3 separate regions of the Mus musculus genome follow, and regions 2 and 3 are each linked to region 1. The links are chromatin contacts, called in public ChIA-PET and promoter capture Hi-C maps. All regions are on one chromosome and are shown on one strand. Each heading gives the region's core, a stretch centred on a gene start, on an enhancer-like site or on the middle of the called end of the contact. The rest is flanking DNA. Distances are from core to core; before and after follow the strand shown.

Evidence for each region. Promoter capture Hi-C pulls out the DNA fragments that hold promoters and counts their contacts. ChIA-PET counts read pairs in DNA pulled down with a chosen protein or histone mark.
Region 2: a promoter capture Hi-C map of liver shows a contact between it and region 1, with 2.4 times the contacts expected there. The contact joins the promoter of C3 here to the promoter of Rpl36 in region 1. A contact is called at or near these places in 2 of 39 promoter capture datasets (both in liver), 1 of 115 datasets of contacts at active chromatin or transcription factors (pancreatic cancer cells) and 1 of 9 other capture datasets (liver).
Region 3: an RNA polymerase II ChIA-PET map of memory CD8 T cells shows a contact between it and region 1, with 10 read pairs. The contact joins the promoter of Tnfsf14 here to the promoter of Rpl36 in region 1. A contact is called at or near these places in 1 of 39 promoter capture datasets (liver) and 1 of 115 datasets of contacts at active chromatin or transcription factors (memory CD8 T cells).

What each region holds. Positions count from the first base shown.
Region 1 is chr17:56,611,532-56,614,892 of GRCm38.p6, reverse strand. Rpl36 (ribosomal protein L36) reads right to left here and starts at 1,498. Exons shown (of 4, transcript NM_018730.3): 1 at 1,445-1,498; 2 at 1,213-1,307; 3 at 852-986; 4 at 647-769. The coding sequence starts at 1,305. The coding sequence ends at 680. It overlaps Lonp1 (lon peptidase 1, mitochondrial), which reads left to right. Exons shown (of 18, transcript NM_028782.2): 16 at 1-19; 17 at 93-257; 18 at 330-596. The coding sequence ends at 509.
Region 2 is chr17:57,226,522-57,229,882 of GRCm38.p6, reverse strand. C3 (complement component 3) reads left to right here and starts at 1,747. Exons shown (of 41, transcript NM_009778.3): 1 at 1,747-1,927; 2 at 3,001-3,190. The coding sequence starts at 1,848.
Region 3 is chr17:57,192,486-57,195,846 of GRCm38.p6, reverse strand. It overlaps Tnfsf14 (tumor necrosis factor (ligand) superfamily, member 14), which reads left to right and starts at 1,666. Exons shown (of 4, transcript NM_019418.3): 1 at 1,666-1,990; 2 at 2,908-2,944; 3 at 3,247-3,288. The coding sequence starts at 1,778.

The DNA.
Region 1 (3,361 bases), core at 249-2,748:
CCACCTGCATGTGCCTGAGGTAGGCCCATCATTCACCCCCCCCCCCCATAGCACCCATCAGCGCAGCAACTCACCACTGCCTCTCCCCACAGGGTGCTACCCCCAAGGATGGTCCCAGCGCAGGCTGTACTATTGTCACTGCACTGCTGTCCCTGGCTCTGGGCCAGCCAGTGTTGCAGAACCTGGCTATGACTGGGGAGGTCTCCCTCACTGGCAAGGTGTTGCCTGTGGGTGGCATCAAGGAGAAGACCATTGCGGTGAGTGTCTGCCGCCTGTACCCCTGACCACCTCAGGGTGGAAGAGCACCCAGCTGACACATCTTTCCACAGGCTAAGCGTGCAGGTGTGACCTGCATCATTCTGCCTGCTGAGAACAGAAAGGACTACTCGGATTTAGCTCCTTTTATCACAGAGGGCCTTGAAGTTCACTTCGTGGAACACTATCGGGACATATTCCCCATTGCCTTCCCCCGGCGAGAGCACAGGGAGGCACTGGCCGTGGAGAGATGACACAGGGGCCTGGGACTAAATAAATCATGGTGTGGCGGAGCCACGAGCACAGCTGTAGAATCATGAATAAAGAAAACCTTTCCAAAAGCCCTAAGCCTGAGTCTCAGTGTCGCCGTGAGCTCACACATACACAAAACTGTAGGAACCATCTTTTATTGGGGGAGGGTTCATCAATCCTTCTTGGCCGCCGCCTTCCTCATGGCTGCCAGCACGTTGCTCAGCTCCTCCCGCTTTCTCTTGGCGCGGATGTGCGTGCCCACCTGCGAGGAGTAGTCGCATGTCACCCAGGGCCACTGCAGCCAGCCACACCCCCACCCGTGCTCGGTGCAGCACGCTGCCTACCCTCTTCTTGATGAACTTGAGTGCGCGCTTGTCCTTGGACACTTTGAGCAACTCCATGGCTCGCCGCTCGTAGGGTGCGAAGCCGCACACCTCCCGGATCATGTCCCGCACGAACTTGGTGTGTTTGGTGAGGCGCTGCGAGCACAGCCCCGAGGTCACGAACCCCAAAATGGGCCTTACAGGGGGCCGAACGCAACAGCCCACCGACCGACTCCCAGTCTCAGACGCCCAATCAACGACCGGGCCCACGAACCACTCAGACCTTCCCATTCCAACGACACAGAATCTACGCAGGTGTCGATATTCACTTCTTCACCCCCGTCCCCATCTCTGACGAGGCGGTCGCGTCCCCAGCACTCACCCCGCGTCGCCGGCTGTGTCTCGGCTTACTGACGTTTTTCGTCACCTTGTGGCCCTTGTTGAGGCCCACGGCCATGGGGTAGCGCAGAGCCATGGCTGTGGGCAGCGGGGACAAGACAGCGGCTGAGACACGGTACCTCGGCCCGCGCCCGCCCGCATGCCGGCCCGCAGGGACTCCCCATGGGGCCGGGATGCCCGATGGGGGCAGATGAGCCCCGACGAGGCCCACTTACCTGATGCTCTCCGATGGCGGCCGGGACAGGAAGAACGGCACCGCGCAGAATCCTGGGATATATGCCACTTGCAGGCCTTTCCGGCTAGAGAGACAGGCGCGCTGCGGGCGACCTCTGGTGGCCGGAGGTTCTACGGCACCCGTGAGACCTCGGCTTGGGAATCATCCCTTAGGTTAGGAGTTGGAATGCTGCCTCACACTGTTGTTAGCTGTTGAAGTAATTTAATCTCTGACAATAAAAGTGCTTTTGAGGGGAATGGGCTCTGTAGAGATGTCTCAGAGGTTAAGAGCCCTGTCTGCTCTTCCAGAGGTCCTGATTTCAATTCTCAGTTAACCACATGGTGGCTAATAACCATCTATAATGAGATCTGGTGCCCTCATTTTGCCTGATGGTACACATGCAGGGAGACCGCTGTATACATAATAACTAATTAAATAAACAAATCTTTTTAAAAATGACTTTAAAGAGTGCTTTTAAAATTTTTTGTTTGTGTCGGGCGTGGTGGCGCACACCTTTAATCCAGCACTTGGGAGGCAGAGGCAGGCGAATTTCTGAGTTCGAGGCCAGCCTGGTCTACAGAGTGAGTTCCAGGACAGCCAGGGCTACACAGAGAAACCCTGTCTCGAAAGAGAGAGAGCATGTGCCACTACAAACTTGCAGAGGTCAGAAGTCAGTTTACAGAACTCCGTTTGCCTTCGTCATGGAGGGTTCCGGATCCAACAGATCAATAGATCTGTCACAACAGTCACAACAAATCTGTCCGGATCAATAGACTGATCCTTATGAACTGTTTCGTTGAAGGAGTTTCGCGTCCCCTGGAGGCCTTGGGGTAGAGAGGGCTGCAAATTATCTAGAATCACAGGCTGTGCCCCCTCACTCCTCTCCTTCCTCACTTTTTTTCTGTGAGCTATGGTCTCGTGCAGCCCAGGCTGTCCTGATAATGACAGGCGTGTAACACCCAAGTGCTCCAGCAGCTGAGCTGTACTTGAGCCTCCTCCTCTCCTGCCTCAGCTTCCCACACTCCACGCTCTGTCAGCCTGAGGAATTCCAACAGTAGAGAACATAAGAGAATCCAACTCTCATTACGAAGCAGGGCATGGATGTACCAGGATGCAGTACTCTGGAGGGAGCAGAGGGCAAAACTCGTCAGCAGCACAAGTACTTGGATAAGAGTGGGAGGGGCCAACCCAGATAGGCGGGGCCTGTGGGTAGCATCACCCTGGGATGGAGCTAAGGCCCTCGTGGGGATCCTCAGCCTGCGTGCCAAGAGGGTCCACTCTGGTACCCTAGGGTGGCTGTGCTGATGATCAGGCCTGAGAAGAGTCCAAAGAAGGTAGGAATAGGTCCTAGAACACAGGAGGGAGAGGAAACTTGAGCAGGAGCCGGGGCGAGGCAAAGCTGGGCAGGGGCGGAGCTTAAGACAGAAAGAGGGAATGGAGGAGAGGGGGCGGAGCCAATCTGGGCAGGGGCGGGGTCTTTTACGCAAGAGGGAGGGGAAATGAGCAGGACCTGCTGTCCAAACCAAGGTGGGGGTGGGGTGGGGTGGTAGAACACAGCAGGGGCTGGACTTGAATGCAGGAGGGAGGCTAAACTTGAGTGGGAGCTGAGGGCAGAGACCAAGAAGGGCAAGGGCGGGGCCTAGTATCCAAGAGGCAAGCCTCTGGCCCATGGGGAGTAGGTATTTCTTGATGCCCAGGGCGCCATCCTCCAATGTCCCCCTATATTTGCAGGTACACAGAGTATTTTGCTGTATCTCTATCACTGCAGTTTCTGTTAACAAGCACACACTGAAAGGTATATTCCTGTTGACATTTAGCCAGGGAAGAAACAGCCTCAGGTCTGGAACAAGTTATAAGGAAGTTGGATGAAGAAAGTGCTCTCAAGTTCTCCCATTCTTCCCTCCCACTCACACTCACT
Region 2 (3,361 bases), core at 498-2,997, 610 kb before region 1:
ACCAGGGCGGGGGGGGGGGCAGTTGGCAGCGAGGAGGAGAAATCTCCCTGAGCATTGATCTGGAACAATAATTGTTGAGGCAAATCTGTCACACACAGAAAGCAAGACAGCCCTCAGACGGCCCTCAGGGGAGCTGGGAGAACAATACAGAGAGGAGGTTAATGGTTACTGTGAAACCTGTGTGTTGGTCATGATGGGCCAGAATTGGCCTTTCTAGAAACAGGGTCTGTGTGGCTGGAGAGATGATTCACTGGTTGCCCATACAGAGGATTTGTGCTTGTTTCCCAACACCCGCATGAGGCGCACAAAAACACCTGCAATTCTAGATCCAGGGATCCAACATTGTCTTCTGGCCTCTGTAGGCATCAGGCATACACATGATGCACATATATACATACATACATACATACATACATACATACATACATACATACATACATATATACATACATACATACATACATACATACATACATACATACATACATACATACATACAGGCAAAACACTCCAACACATACATATAAATATTTTAAAAAGAAAAGAAATGGTGTCATGTAGCCCAAGCTGGCCTCTAACTTGCTACATAGCAAGGTTGACTTTGAACTCCTGATCCTCTTGCCTCCAGCATCTCGTGCTGGGATTACAGATGTATGCCACCAGAATCAATCCTATGCTACTGAGTATGGAAGCACTTTCCCACTGAGCTGTATTCTAAAGCCACTATTTGTACTTTTGTCTTAAAAAACCAAAAACCAACCAACCAAACAAACAAAAAAAACCAACTAAGCATTGTGAATCATTATCTGCCTACAACCACAAAACCAACACAACTGAAAGAGATAATATAGGGGCAGGACAAGTCCTAGAGGCAGAGACAAGAGCAGGCTTTTCCTCCATGACTCTCAAAGCCCACCAGAGTCATTCAGCCACCCTGAGTGACAGGGTAGGTAAGGTCCACCTCATTCTTTTCCCTAGAAAGCAAGCATGCCCCCCGGAGGGCGAACTTCTAGGCAGCCTTCAAAACCAAAGCTTAACTGTCCCACTGCCAAGAAACCGTCCCAGATCCTCAAAAAACCAGAATTCTTTCCCACTTCAGAAAATGCTCCACAGAGCTGGGACTCTGGGCTGGGACATGCCCTCACCCCTTATCCTCCTCATAGGAAAGACTTGGATTATAAATGCATAAGTAGGGCTTGGGTAATGCCCAGCAACTGAGGAGGTAGAGGTAGGAGTTCAGAACTGTTTAGCACAGTGGTCTCCACCTTCCTGAACCTGCCACCCTTCCATGTTGTGCTGACCTCCAATCATAAAATTATTTCATTGCTACTTCACAACTCTAATTTTGCTACTGTTCTGAATTGTAAGGTAAATACTGATACGCAGGATATATAATGCAATGCCAAATGTGTCTCGACCCACTGATTTAGCAAGACCTTGGGGGTAGGGAGAACCAGCCATCCAGAAGTGCTGGGTTACTGGGACCCAGCTAAGTGTGGGAGGAGGTCACTCTAGACTTCAATGGTCTCTGGTGTAACCAAGTACAACAGGGACCAGCCCAGGTTCAGCATCTGGCCTTGACCCCAAGAAAAGCCTGAGCCAAGCAGGTACTTTCAAGCTCCAGGGTAATGGAAATGTGCCTAGGGTTACTCACCCCAAGGCTTGTTGCCCCAGGTTTGTGAAAAAGCTTAGGAAACTATGTTGCGAAATTTTGGGCAGTCCCTGGTGCAGGAACAGGGAGGGACCAGAGAGGAGAGCCATATAAAGAGCCAGCGGCTACAGCCCCAGCTCGCCTCTGCCCACCCCTGCCCCTTACCCCTTCATTCCTTCCACCTTTTTCCTTCACTATGGGACCAGCTTCAGGGTCCCAGCTACTAGTGCTACTGCTGCTGTTGGCCAGCTCCCCATTAGCTCTGGGGATCCCCATGTAAGTAGTTACCTTTTGGGGGTGCAGTTTCTTATACAATTTAGGAGTCACCTAGGTGAGTCACCTAGGAGTCACCCACTTGGGGGGAGACAGGGATGTTAAGAATTTGTGCTGGGGGCTGGAGGATGGCTCAGTGGGTATGAAGTCTTGCTGCATGGACATAAGGACCTTAACTCAAACTCCCAGCACCCACAGAAAAGCCAGGAGTGGCCTCCAGAGCCTGTAACCCCACACTGTGGGGCTGGAGACCAGATACTGGGGCTTGCTGACTGCCAGCCCAGTGCCAGGTTCAGAGAGAGATGTTGACTCAAGGTGTGGGGAGGGAGGGGCATAGAACAGGACACCGGACATCTTCCTGTGACGTGACATACATACATACATACATACATACATACATACATACATACATACATACATACAAACAGAGAGAAAGAGAGAGAATGTGAGTGTTTGGGTTGTCTTATGTTCATAGAACTCAGGTATTGTAGCATTGGTGTGCCTACTTATGAAGAAGAAGGTCTATAGATTTATGGTGTCTGTGATGTCTTGTGGTTTAGGCAATGGTAAGTTTTAAGATGTGAGGACTGGAGGGTTGTTGGGGTCTATAGCCCTTGTGTGGACTGTCAAAAGCCAAGCTCAGCATTGGGCCTGATTACATGGACCTGTCATCCTGTCCACTCTGGAAGCCCAGGCAGGAAGTGTACACATTCCAGCCAAGCCTGGGCTACAGAGTGAGTTCAGGGCTAGCCTGAACAACTTAGTGAGATGCTGTTTCCAAACAGAAAAGTGAGGAGAGGCTGAGGTATAGCTTAGTGGTAGAGAGAGCACTTTCTCAGTACAAGCAAAGTCCTTATGGCTGGTACCCAGTGCTGAAGCCAGGAAAAGACAGCTTCTAGTGGCTAAGGGAAAGTGGGCTGTGGTTTGGTACCTTCTTGTGTGGGGAGGACGTGGATCCAGGCATCTGCTCCAGCACTGAGAACTAGAACACGCTAGAACTAGGGACTGGGCCAGCCAGAGTGAGGGCTGAAGTCTCAGGCCTTGAGGTGACATCTGCTCCCACACCCCACGGTCAGGTATTCCATCATTACTCCCAATGTCCTACGGCTGGAGAGCGAAGAGACCATCGTACTGGAGGCCCACGATGCTCAGGGTGACATCCCAGTCACAGTCACTGTGCAAGACTTCCTAAAGAGGCAAGTGCTGACCAGTGAGAAGACAGTGTTGACAGGAGCCAGTGGACATCTGAGAAGCGTCTCCATCAAGGTGGGCAAGGAACTGGAACTACAGTCAGCCGTAGCCCCTTCCGGTCCGGCCTGGGTCCCTCAGGCTGCCTCCTATAGCCTCCTCGGAGCTCCTCCCTTCTGAGTCCCTCCCCTCTGACGCCCCTGCCGTCTGGGTCCCTCTCGTTTGATCTCCTCCCCTCTGAGTCCCCTA
Region 3 (3,361 bases), core at 417-2,916, 580 kb before region 1:
AGGGAGGTCAGGACAGGAACCTGGAGACAGGAGCTGATGCAGAGACTATGGAAGAACACTGCTTACTGGCTTGTGTCCTATGACTTGTTCAGCCTGCTTTCTTATAGAACTCAGGAATGCCAGTGCAGGGAAGGCCCAGTCTACAGTGAGCACGGCCTCCCACAAGCCAATCTGTTGGGGGTGTTTTCTCCATTGAAGTTTCCTCTTCCAAAATGAATGTAGCTTGTGTCAAATTGACACTGGCCAGCACAGACCATGAGAGACTAGAGAACGCTTCCAGGCAGATCCTCTATGGAGTATCAGATACTCCGGGCTGCTGAGTAATTTGCACAGTTCCAGGAATGGACCTGAGTTGGGCAACAGCAAAGAGATGAAGAAACGACAAACACAGACATCCAGGAATCCTGGGGTCATGTGATCTGGGCCTTCTGCACACGAGTTCTCTTAGCACGTTATTATATAGAGTCGAGTGGAGAAGTGGGGTTATTGCCTACCACTGAAAAAGGCAACTTATTACATACAGTTAAGCAAGGAGGCAGGGTTTATATGCACAATGGGATGGGGAAGGCAGGTTGAGTTAGTCTCCATAAGAACTGTCCCTGGAAGGGAGCTATGTTCATGCGTCAGCACTCAAGGGGGAGGATGGTGAACACATTCTACACACACTGGCGACATGCACATCCATGCGTGGACCAGAAGAGAAGGCTATGTTTCCCTCTGGGTCTGAGGCTCTGGAGTTGTTGACAAGCTCATGTCAACAGCACACATCCCTTCAGCACCTCACAGACCTGGGCTTCCTCTGAAGGGCTCTGTTGCTGAGGCAGGTGGATGGGTGGGTCCTGCAGGGGGACAGGAGTCTCAGCAGTACTTCCCCTGGAACCCTGGTTAGAGAAGCCATGAATCAGCAGCGTGGCAGAGCACTGGGGTTCTGTGGTCACAGCATTGCCAGCCCTGTGTCAAGACAAACACTACAGCATGGGGGCCATTGACATTGAGAAGGGGCGCTGGTGAGTCTTCTAACTGAACCCCCAAGTCCTCAGTATCTGGGAGGGTGTCTGATGGGGGTAAGGTCCAAGCTGAAGATTTGGGGACAAGGTGGTATCTGAAAATCTACCCCAGCACCGTCTCCAGTGGACACACATATGAACACATCTGAGGTTCATGTGTGCATGTGCTAATAGATGATAGACACTGTAGTGTGTGTGTGTGTGTGTGTCCATATATGGACCTGCACACACATCAGGAAATGCCTGTGTGCTTGTTCCAGCACTTGCAGACACATATCAGAACATCTACACCTGTGTGCACACATCCACGAACCGTGCATCTGTACAAGCACCTGCACCCATATGCACAGACTAAAGCAAACACAGAGGCCTCTGCTTGTCAGCGCGTGCAAATGCAGGTGCGGTGCAAGATGCTTGCATGGAACCCACAGAAGCTCCTCTGAGGGAAACAAAAGCCACCAAGTACATCGGAGCAGGGGCTGCCCCATCCATCCCACCTGAGTCACATTTTCTGGAAAGTGTGAGCTATGGTGGCCTCAGTGAGAGTGATCGACCGGGGGCTGGGCCTTCTGGGGGCACAGGAAGAAGAGGAGGTACGTGAGGAAAGGGGAGGCACCAGACTTCAGCTTTAAAGTGAGTCCTAGGGGTGACAGGAACCTTTTGCAGTTTGCACAGCCCGAGCGTGTTGGGCAATTGTGGTTTCCTCCGGAGAGGAGGAACTCAGGCTTGCCAACCCTTTCCCTGGGCTTCGGAGCCTCAGCTGCTCTGGCATGGAGAGTGTGGTACAGCCTTCAGTGTTTGTGGTGGATGGACAGACGGACATCCCATTCAGGCGGCTGGAACAGAACCACCGGAGACGGCGCTGTGGCACTGTCCAGGTCAGCCTGGCCCTGGTGCTGCTGCTAGGTGCTGGGCTGGCCACTCAGGGCTGGTTTCTCCTGAGACTGCATCAACGTCTTGGAGACATAGTAGCTCATCTGCCAGTAAGTGGGGCTTGGGGAACCAGCGAGTCTTCTCCAGTACCTGTCCCTTTATGGTTGTGTATTGTGTGCTAGAACCCAGGGCTTCGGTTAGCCTGTCTCTCTGACCCTCAGTCTTCTCATCTTTACATGAGGATCTGATACACGTGCAGTGCCCGGCAGTTTCCTTGGGATTCACCTACTCGGTTGTTGTTTCCAGCCCAAACCTTTGTCCACCACTGGCTTCATGGTCACCCTGCTTCACTCGCAGCTCTCTCATGTGCTTGCTCACTGTTCCTTTCAGACAAGCCATGGGTGTGTCACAGTATGCTCCCGAGTCTTTGCCTATATTTTCTTTTTAAGTTTTTTTTTTTAATTACATTTACTTATTTAGTGTGTAGACATGAAAAAGTATGCATGTGCCGCAGCATGTATGTGGAACACCTCTATGGAATCACTTCTCTGTGCCTTCCTTTGTGGAGGGTCCTAGGGACTGAACTCAGGTAGCCAGGCTTGGCAGCAAGCACTTTTACCGCCTGAGCCCTCTCACCGGCCCTCAACTATCCAAAAACCTCGAAAACAGTTCCGAAACAATTCTAGTCTCAAGCATTTCAGACACTCGACTTGACTAGTTAATTCCTCATCCCAGCACTTGGGCAGGGGAGGCAGAAGACTGAGGGAGTTCAAGGTCATCCTAGGCTATTTAGCAAGTCTGAGGCCAGACTGGGCTACATGAGAGCCTATCTTGGAAATACAACAGATCTAATTAGGTGTGTGCCCCTCCCCCTGCATCTGTGTGTATGTATGTGATATGTGCATGTGTGGCTCTGCATACATGTCCATGGGTGGTGTCTGTGGCCATGGCCAGACAGTCTCATCACCACATACCAGTGAGACTCGGAGCGGCATGTCCTTACCAAACATCCCTGTCTGCATTTCAGGATGGAGGCAAAGGCTCCTGGGAGAAGCTGATACAAGGTGAGTTTGGGCCCCAGTCCCTTTGAAGCAGGTGGAATGGTTTCCGCTCAGCACCTCCCCACACCAACTCTGGGTCATCACCCAGTGTCACATTGTAGGCCTCGCAGGTGCCCCTCCCCCAGGGCCAGAGAAGCAGAAATCTGGGTCCAAAAGGGACAGAGCCTGACACAGGTAGCCTCAATTGATGTGTGAGAAACTTCGGGTACACACACACTGAGACATGCGTGCACACACACACATACACACACACACACACACACACAATCCTCTTTTTGTCTCTAACCTTTGACTCTCTTCCTCAGATCAACGATCTCACCAGGCCAACCCAGCAGCACATCTTACAGGTGAGAGGGACCCCAGATCTTCACACGGAATGGGGTTTAGCATGTCCTGGGAGACTCAGATCTTTATAAGTTA